Regions from separate parts of the Bicyclus anynana genome. Here region 1 is linked to region 2. The links are chromatin contacts, called in public Hi-C maps. All regions are on one chromosome and are shown on one strand. Each heading gives the region's core, a stretch centred on a gene start, on an enhancer-like site or on the middle of the called end of the contact. The rest is flanking DNA. Distances are from core to core; before and after follow the strand shown. Region 1 holds the start of LOC112057661. Region 2 overlaps LOC112045032 (ankyrin repeat domain-containing protein 13D).

Region 1 (5,106 bases), core at 2,164-4,663, 110 kb before region 2:
TATCCTCTCAGAATGAGAGGGGTTAGGCCAATAGTCCACCACATTGGCCCAATGTGGATTGGCAGACTTTACACACCCAGAGAATTAAGAAAATTTTCTGGTATGCAGGTTTCCTCACAATGTTTTTCCTTCACCATTTGAGACGTGATATTTAATTTCTTAAAATGCACACAACTGAAAAGTTGGAAGTGCGTGCCCCAGACCGGATTCGGATCCACAACCTCTGGAATCAGATTCAGAGGTCATATTCATGGCTCCTTTAATATCATAGAAGTAATAAAATTTGTAAATGTAAATTTGAAACTTTTTTGCTTTGCTCCCATTGGTGGACATTTGGTCTATTTATCTTCACTTGGTTACATGCTAAGCTGACTTATCTGTGAACTACTGCTACTAATAGGTTTGTTACTACACCATCTATTAAACTAAACCTGAGTCAATTAAAACAATTGAAAATCCTAAACATACAAAAAAAACTCTGAAAATGTGTAGAACCATAGAAATTAAAACAATTAATATTCATATTGAAGAAATTTTATTCATTGTTGAATTCCCATAATTTCAGATACACACAGTCTTCAAAACTGCAGTCAATATAGAGCTCCCAGCCAAGAAGTCTGAGCCGATTGTGATACACCTTTTAAGCAAAGTAAGGGATTACAGGACTGATATTTATATACCAGTGCATGCCAGATACCACAATCCAGCCAAAGGTGGAGGGTTAGTAGTTGTTTAGTTCAGTAGCAACTAATTTTAAAGAACCTCAACTGAAAGAGCTGTCTGACACGAGGGATGGTGGTTCGATCCCTACCCCGTTGGTGTATTCCACACCTACTCCTACTAGTCTTTTCCGACCTGCTGGGAGTATAGAGCCATATAAAATAAATAAAAATAGCCTTTATTCACTGAAACTATAAGGATTAGAATGAAATTTTGCTCATGCTCTGAGTTCTGATACATGAGCCAAGATGGTGAATTGGCTGTTTGAAATCCACCCCCATAATATGGATATCAAAATAATAATAATAATAATAATAATTTATTTATTCATCAGAAAGCAGGTTTACAAAGATTACTTAAATATAATAAGACCCAATAAAGAAGAGCAAATGAAAGGGTTTGCTGTCAAGCATACGAAAAAAATGGTCACATGACTCAAATCCAATATTTGTAATTTTTAGTGCGTGCTAAGAGCGTGTTTTTTAGTTTTTTAACTGTTTAAAGTTATTTAGTTTTTTAAATATTCATGTTATTTTGTAGTATGGTCAGGAACGAGATACCAGTGCCCAAGGTATACCTCCTGTGCCCTGACAGTCGGCTGGAGCGCTGCGACGACTTGTATGCTGAGCTGACACATCCAAATAACTTCTGCTCAGAGCATGTATCCAAAGAGAACTGCACATGGAAAGAAATACCCATCATTATGGTATGTAGCATCACCACCAGCCTTTTAATGACCCATTACATGACTTTATAGGAGAGGGGATATGGAACTTGGACTCACCACTCTGCTTCAATGCGGGTTGGTGGGCTCAAAGGGTTTTAATGTTATAATGATGTATTCCTTGGCTGAGTTTGTTGTGGGATCTTCTCGAAAGAAGGCTTTGGAACCCTCATAACTTGTAATTTAAAGTTTTCAACAAATTATTATTACCATTATCTAATAATATTTCCTGACGATTCGAAAATGTCTAATTGAAATAAATGGATTTTGACTTTTACTGCCGTGTGACGCAGTGGGTAGGAACCTCGCTTTCTGCATCCTCTGCATCGGTTGTGGGTTCCATTCCAGGTAAAATTAAATATGTCGGCCTATTGCAATCTCTCGTTCTATCTTAGTGGATCAAGGACAAGGATGATGATGCTTACAAATTAGCCCTTGTTTATTACAATCTCACCTGATGGTAAGTGACGACGCAATCTATAATGGAAGCGGGCTAACTTGTTAGGACGAGGATGAAAATCCACACACCTTTCGGTTTCTACACGGCATCGTACCGGAACGCGAAACTTGTCAGCAAAAGAAAGAAAGTAGGTACTTTTGCTGACAAGGGAGGTGGAGGGGTAAATAAGTGTAACAAACCTGCTTACGCAATACTTAAACAGCCGCTCATTACTAACCTGTATTGGATAAAGAATTTTATATTATTATCTAAAAGAAAGACAGAAAGATTTTTATTTTTATATTTTTGAGTAATGCCACATATTACGTTATTAAATACTAAATTATTCTATAGTTAAGCTGCCCACACAAACAGTTAGGCAATAAAAAAAGAATGCCCTGCAATGTGTGGAATAAGGTTCCAACTTAGTATTTTGCCACATACAAAAAAAAAGTATGCAGCACAGCTTGTACGTTAAGTGCCTAGTTAAAAGCCTTGTTCACGCCACTGATCGGTGGTCCGGTGGCAGGTGACGGCGCCCCTGTCCTGGCACGTGCCGGTGGGCGACACGGAGCACTACGCGCTGGTGGCGGGCGGCACCGCGCTGGTGATAGCGCTGGGCTCGCTCTACCTCCTCAACACCCTGCGACGGTACCACTCACTCGCACACAGGAATAATAAAAAGATTTCATGAAAATATTTGCCGGCTTTTATTTTAATTACCCCCTATTTAACCCTCGTCGTTATCAACCCATATTCGGCTCACTGCTGAGCTCCTCTCAGAATGAGAGGGGTTAGGCCAATAGTCCACCACGCTGGCCTAATGCGGATTGGCAGACTTCACACACGCAGAGAATTAAGAAATTCTCTGGTATGCAGGTTTCCTCACGATGTTTTCCTTCACCGATTGAGACACGTGATATTTAATTTCTTAAAATGCACACAACTGAAAAGTTGGAGGTGCATACCCCGGACCGGATTCGAACCCACACCCTCCGGAATCGGGGGCAGAGGTCATATCCACTGGGCTATCACGGCTCATTTAACCCTATAATCCTACTAATATTATAAACGCGAAAGTTTGTATGGATGTTTGTTACTCTTTAACGCCGCTACTACTGATTTGGCAGAAATTTGGAATGGAAATAGATTTTACTCTGGATTGACACATAGGCTACTTTTTATCCCGAAAAATCCATGGTTTCCCGAGATTTGCAAAAATTGATGATATGAATGTTTGTTACCCTTTCACGCCTCGAGTACTGAACCGAATTAGGTGTTAAGATATATTATAGCCTGGATTAACACATAGGCTACTTTTTATCCCGGGAAAATCCATGGTTTTCATGGCTCATCATCATGATTTGTGAAAAACTAAATTCCACGCGGATGAAGACGAAGTTTTTTTATAAATTAACTAGCGGACGCCCGCGACTTCGTCAGCGTGAAATTCGATGTTAACTTTCAACTACCCCTACCCCTTTTTCTAATTTTCCGCGCAATTTTCAAATTTTTTCTGTCATAGGAACCTTCTGACATAAACACAAAAAAAAAATCGTGAAATCGGTCCAGCTTTTTATGAGTGATGGCGTGACTAAGAGATATATGGATTCATTTTAATATACCTATACGAAGTCACAGAGTAGCAAAATAAATCAATTATTCGCTAGTCTTTCAGCGACGACGTCATTATTTCGTGCCATTTTGTATGGGGTGTTTTACATTATGTAAATACAATATTCACCAGTGATAATTGCTATGTTATAAGTTTCAGGCAAATTTGCAAAACAGCTGATATTGTTGTCCTTCATATTTCTATCGAAATTCAATATTACGAATTAAAAAAAATTAAATAGATCACCACTATAAATTATTTAAAACTAGCAGACGCCCGCGACTTCGTCCGCGTGAAAATCAATGTTAACTTTCAGCCCTACTTCACCTTTACTTTAAGAGTTGAATTTTAAAAATTCTTGAAACACATTAGATTTCGTGTTTTTTTATGATTTCTGAACAAATTTTTAAAACTCTAAAACTTTTAACCCCTATTTCACCCCCTTTTTATTTTAGGGTCCAAAAGTAGCCTATAATTACCTCCAAAGTCTCATTTATCATTATACCAAAGTTCATCTTGATCGGTTCAGCCGTTTAGCCGTGAAAAGGTAACAGACAGACTTACTTTCGCATTTATAATATTAGTATAGTTAATGAAAACAATAACATTAAAGTTTGCTTGCTATCGCGAGTTACCGCCATCTGCATGAAAAGGCTCGAACTACTACGTGTGGTGAGAGGTGGCGATGCACGATGCATCAGGGCAAGTATCTAAAACAGCGCCATCTATTATTATTAATTAAGCACAGATAATGTCATTTCCTAGATTTTTAAAAATACCTACAGGAAATCGGGACCCGTGTAATAGTAAAGGTTTAAAAATAAATCGGTTATTTTAAAATACAAAACTACTTTGCGAGTAATTGAACTTGTGCATAGCTAACAGTTAGGTATTTAAATAGCAAGCGGAATTCCGCGGACTATATCTATAGGCAATTATTGTGCGCTCTGTGAAATTGTCGCTCGACCGCAAAGTGCAGACGGGGGTCCGATGCCCTCGGATTAGAGATCGTTACCGGCCGTAATGACCCCCGGCTGCGGTTCCGGCCGACGACTCGCCGCGCGCTCGGCCGAGTGGCCCGATGAGCGTGTAGCTCGCTCGGTGCGTCCTCTGCGTGTTTCACTAACATGAGCCCCACATGAGCCCGAAGCGGCGAGCACCCGCTCCGAGCCGGCGACGAGCCGGGCGGGCCAGCTCCCGCTCGCCCGGGCCGCTCGCCCCGGGCAGCGCCGCGGCGCACAGATATGGATTTAAGATTAACGAGGGCACGCAGGCGGCGGCGCGCGCGGGGCGGGCGGGTGTTTACGTGCGGCGGGTGCAGGGCGTGCAGGCGGCGGCCGATCGATGCTGGGCGGGGCGCGGCGCGCGCGGGGGGCGCGGGGGCGGGGCGAGCGCGGCCGCCAGTCCGCCTCGGGGCCGCGTTCGCGTGGTCGTCGCCCGAGAGTGTCGTGCGGCGGCCGGAGTGTCTCCGCGAGCGCTCGGCGGCGGCGGCGAGCCTCGCGCCGCCCGCCTCGATGCCGCGCGCGGCCGCAGCGCACCCCCGCCCCGCGCCCCCTCCGCCCGCGCCCGGCGCCGCGCGCGCAGCGCCGCGCCCGCGCCGCCCGAGCC
Region 2 (5,219 bases), core at 972-3,471:
CGGTGGTTTGCCACATTCTGATAAGAATGTACTGCTTGATGAGTTAGTGAGACTTTTGATTAAGCCCATCCTTAAAAACTCCACCGTCTCCCCGACTATAACTTATCGACTTGAATAAATCAAATTACGCTTCTAAAGTGTACTATTAATTAATTACATAAAGTATGTAAATATAGGACAACTAATACCTATAATAATAGTGAATGTTGTAATTTGTATATAAGTAACGAAAATTAAATTTTAAATACATAGATACAAATTGTGTGTATTCATTTATTTATTTACTACCCCCATAGAATTATATCCCTATTGTAATGTTGGTCTGTCTTGAAAGGGAATACCTACGAAGCTTAGACCCATCACGCTGACATAATGCTGATTGGCGAGATCGGGATGATGAGGTTTTGATTCTGTAACGATTCGTTCAGTTACTTAGCGTGCTATGGAGAGCTAAGCTAGGAGTTTTTGTGAGTGATAAAACCCAGAACGAAAACGCCAAAGAGCGAAAATAACCGACCTCCGGAAAGTGGCTATCGGCAATTGGATGTAAAAAGCCAAAAATAGAGCGAGCTGGCGCTACTTAAAGGAGACCTTTGTCCAGCAGTGGATGTATGATGGCTGATGATAAACGATCACATCAGCTGGCTGGCTGGCTATTTCCTATTTTGGTTTTTATTATCAACCCATCAAAATAAAAAACAAATCAATTGACAAAATGTCATCCACATACTATGATACAAATTACAAATGTCATCCGGTACTTACGGTGTATATCATATAATATGTAGAGGACACTTTGTTGTCCACTTCAATAAGTTGATAATAAAGACCAAAATAGTGAATTAGGCCATAGGTGTATAATGACCGTCACCGATGTCTTAACATGCTCTCCGAGGCACTGGGCTGTAACAAAGGGTTGCCGACTGTACTGTATAATATATATTATTGTACTAAGTATATTTAGGGTCTGCGTATATACTGCAGGAGTAATAAATATACCTTACCTTACCTAATCAGCCGATAGACGTCCACTGCTGGACACAGGCCTCTTGGATGGATCTCCAAGCACAACATATAGCAGCTCCTTGCAACCTGCTTGATATCCTGATAAACGCGAAAATTTGTAAGGATGTTTGTTACATCGCCGCAATTACTGAACCGATTTGGCTAAAATTTGAAGAATGAAAATAGATTTTACTGGATTAACGCATAGGCATTTTCGGAAAATTCCACGGTTCCCGAGTGTTTTGTGAAAAATTAAATTTCACGCGGACGAAGTCGCGGAAATCGCTAGTTACTTATAATATGCAGTTCAGGGAGTCGTATCTTTAGAGCAAACAGGAAATTTGGCGCGATCTCATAAACTATACCTCATTAATATATGAATTTAAGGTACAGAATAGTAAATAAAACCACAAATAAAAAATTCAATATACAGAAATATATTTCATCATTACACAATTCCACGAGTTGTACACATTTATTAGACGCTATTGGAATAGGAATACTTGGATTGGAACACATTACAATATGTATAGCAACACTGCACTTTGGTACGTCTGTTCTGCAAACATTCTTATTTGATCCGTTGACTCTCGCACTATACTCGACAATGATTAAAAATAAATAAATGAGAATACCTTGTAGAGTATAGTGTAAATAATAAATCTAATCAATGTCTGACTGTCTCACTGACTGCAATAAATTGTAAAGGACCATCATTCGCCCAATAAAAGTTTTTGAAAATTTCTGACGGATGGGATTAACATTATCATCTCCTATTAAAAAGTAGATGCACAATCAGCGACCAAAAAACGCCCCAACTCAATGAGTGCTAAACACAACTTCTTGGCACTCAATTCAAGTAGTCGCATTTGCAAATTCAACCTTAAACTCAATCCTTAAAATTGAATTTGTTCTGAATTTTTGATTTTATTGAATGTTGAACTATATTTAAATGCCTTTAGGCATAATTTTCTTTACCAATAATTCTAAAACAGTCAAAGCAAAATTGGCCAGTTTTTAAATGAAATTTTCTACATGATTGTGCGTCCTTTAATTATAAGAGGTCAATGAATGAAATGTATCAATTAGTTCATAAATAGACGGCTGAAAGCGATTCGTTTTGTTCAATAATTAAATTATTTTAAAACTTCAGTATTACAAAGCTTATGACCGCCTAGCGCCACCTACCGAAATACGCAGAAAGCGAAAGTTGTAACCGACGCGTCACAAGATGGCGCTGTTTTGAAATGTCATAAACTGCAGACAGATGGCAGTGTTACAGTCAGATCAGTTTCACAAAACAATACAATCAGTAATCACAGTATGGAACTCCCCTTATATATTAAAATCAAAACTAATGTCAAAATTATCAACAGGAAATAATTGAATTCATTACTATCTACTTCATCAAGATTGCTTTTATTTATATCTGTTATTATTATATAGTCCAATAAAATACTTTATAAATTGCCACAAGTAAGCATTTAAAAAATCTTCGTTGGTATACAATTCTAATCATAAGGAATTTGTAAATATATCAAATTAGTAAATCAAAAGATATGTTTACAAATTACGATTCAATTTTGAAATTAAAGTAAATAATGAAAGGTTATCGGATATTATATGCCAAGCGGTTGCCAGGCAACGCTTTGTTAGTAAACATTCGTCTCCTAATTTGGCTCGAAAAGGTATAAATAGATAATAATTGCATGAATTGTCACTTTAATTCAATGACTTTACATTATTTTAATTACAATAACCTGGCCAATAACACTAGCTGCTCGTTAATGTGATGAAATACCAGTAAAAATAAATTTAAAACCCAAAAAAAAAACAAAAACAAGGGTTTTGTTGTTGTAGAAGCAATGTTGCAAACAATAGGGTAGTTGACTCATATCAAATTTTATATAAGCAATGTTAATTTCGTGTACATCAGTAATAAGGGTCCAAAATATGTCGATATTAATCAATAAAAGTTAAGGATTTCTTATAAAACTTAATTAAAAAATCATGCACTCGTATATTTTTAAATTTTCCAAACGTCGAAAACGCTGTCATCCATCTTGTGACGTCACAGTTTTACTTGATATACTAAACGTCAATCTAAATACGGTCCGTTTGACAAAAATATTATTGGGATTGGCTATAGTGACGTCATGAAACAGTTGAAATATAGACCATCATGGCTGACAGGTGTTTTGGCTCGTATTGTCAAAAAAATATTTAAAAATTCAAATTTTCATGTAATCACGCCTCAATCTAGAAGAACAATAATGAACAATTTAAGACCATTTAAAAAAGTGTCAACTAGCCTATTATAGAGAATAAATCACTTTTGTTTCTATAGAATTCTCTTCTAATTCATGCTCTACAATGTTGAACTGATTAAAATGCAAAAAAAAATAATAAATAATTAATTATTAACTCTGTCAAACTTCTGTCTATTTCTTTTGATATTTGGCACAGGTTATTTTTTATATTATTTTACATAATATAATTATATTATAATAATACTTATGTAAAGTAGGGTGTGGGGCAGTATTAAATTATTAAATTACAAATATAATTTGGAATAGACTTAAATATTATTACTAACATTGCTTAAGAAATTGCAGGCTTCAATTGCCTATATTATGTAAAATAGAAATGTATATAAATATATCTTAATACTAGGACTTAATAAAAGGCCTTATTATCACTATAAAATTTTAAAACGAAAAAAAATTAATGTAAATTATTTCATTCAGTAAATTAAACTAGAATTACAATAGCACACAATAATTTAAATAAAAAATAAAAACCAACATTACTATTGGATATTGAAAATAAATAATAATTCATTAATTGAAATATTGAAATCTATGTAACTGAAATACATTATATTTTGTGTATCAATTTTTACACACGAATAATACTCACTAGACTTTTAATAAAATAGATTTCATTATATTATTTATAATTTGTTTATATTTATAAATACAACAAATAATTCTGGACAATATTATTATGCACATACAAAAATGCACCGTATTAACATTATGTATTATGTTCATTCTCACTCGTAAAGAAAAACTATAAGCTTAAACTTTATAGAAACAAATAAATATTATTGTAAGGCTACATACAAAATTGTATTAATACTTTATGTGTTAAATTGTTGTTGACGAAAACAGATATATTGCGATGTACTTTGATGATACTTTTGAATATGCCATAGAGTATACATACATAGAGCATATAGTCTACAGTATAGACTATAGAGATACAGTTATAACTATGGAATAGACAAATATTCGATGGTACGGTTTGTACGTATTCGATCGCGTAAGAATAAACTTTAATTTAATTTTGTGTCTTACTTTATTTTCCTCTCTAGTGTAAAAGTAAAGTGTATGTAATAGTACATTCTGATATAAATGCGGTAAGTTGAAAATTACAGCCGAGATATTGCTATAGTAAGGAAACAGAGGCTGTAATTATCAAAGCGCACGAATGTCATACGACGCCATTTATACACACTTGGGAGTAAGCACACTTTGAACACACTTTCTGAAAATGAATTTGCATCTTTGCCTGTTTACCATAAGATGTCATTTTTGCATATTTATCAAAGTGCGTGCGTTAGGCAAATGCACCAAAAATAGCCAGTATTACTAATAAAGTAAATTAATTTTTTTGTGATTCTGTTACAGATAAGTGATTGTCATTTATTGTCAAAATTATTAAAATGATAGAATTAAATGTTTGTTTATTATATTTTGTCTCACAAAGTTAATTTTATTCATAAAATGTTGAGAACTTTTCTAACATAAAAACTCTTTGCTAAGATTTAAAAAGTACCGTTTGTTTATAAGCGAATAGTAAAGGTTTTATATTACATTACAGGACATGTGCGTAATGAGATACATTACAATATTGAAATTGAAAAGAGATGCTTTACGAGCAAATGTGACTCAAATAAATTATAACTATATGATAGGTTTTGTCAAAGAAGATCCCACTGTCAATGCCACTCTTCAAAACAATACTGAAATGAAAAATGTACTAAAAATCTTTGTACTTTTTACTATATTAATCCATTAATAAAAATATTATTGGGCAACAGGGAAAATAAGCTGCTTTCATTATTTATTAATTAATTAATATGTCATCGGATACTTTTGACAGTAAATTCATTCTATACTTCGCGCCACGAAACTAGTCCCGTAGACGCG

The links. A called contact is a pair of places that touch in the nucleus more often than the background predicts.
Region 1: a contact with region 2 is called in a Hi-C map of whole larva, with 7 times the contacts expected there. The contact joins the promoter of LOC112057661 here to the enhancer-like site in region 2. A contact is called at or near these places in 2 of 2 Hi-C or Micro-C datasets (whole body and whole larva).

The regions. Positions count from the first base shown.
Region 1 is chr14:15,810,692-15,815,797 of ilBicAnyn1.1, reverse strand. LOC112057661 reads left to right here and starts at 3,413. Exons shown (of 2, transcript XM_052885390.1): 1 at 3,413-5,106. The coding sequence starts at 4,637. LOC112057659 (phosphatidylinositol-glycan biosynthesis class X protein) reads left to right here. Exons shown (of 5, transcript XM_052885391.1): 3 at 566-720; 4 at 1,261-1,426; 5 at 2,413-2,582. The coding sequence ends at 2,577.
Region 2 is chr14:15,698,768-15,703,986 of ilBicAnyn1.1, reverse strand. It overlaps LOC112045032 (ankyrin repeat domain-containing protein 13D), which reads right to left. Exons shown (of 12, transcript XM_052885388.1): 12 at 1,422-5,219. LOC112057661 reads left to right here. Exons shown (of 2, transcript XM_052885390.1): 2 at 1-264. Among protein-coding and RNA genes, the nearest start is that of LOC112045032, 14 kb to the right of the region's middle. Within about 2 kb of position 2,221, at least 8 of the 8 cell types and tissues checked have open chromatin away from gene starts, as enhancers often do.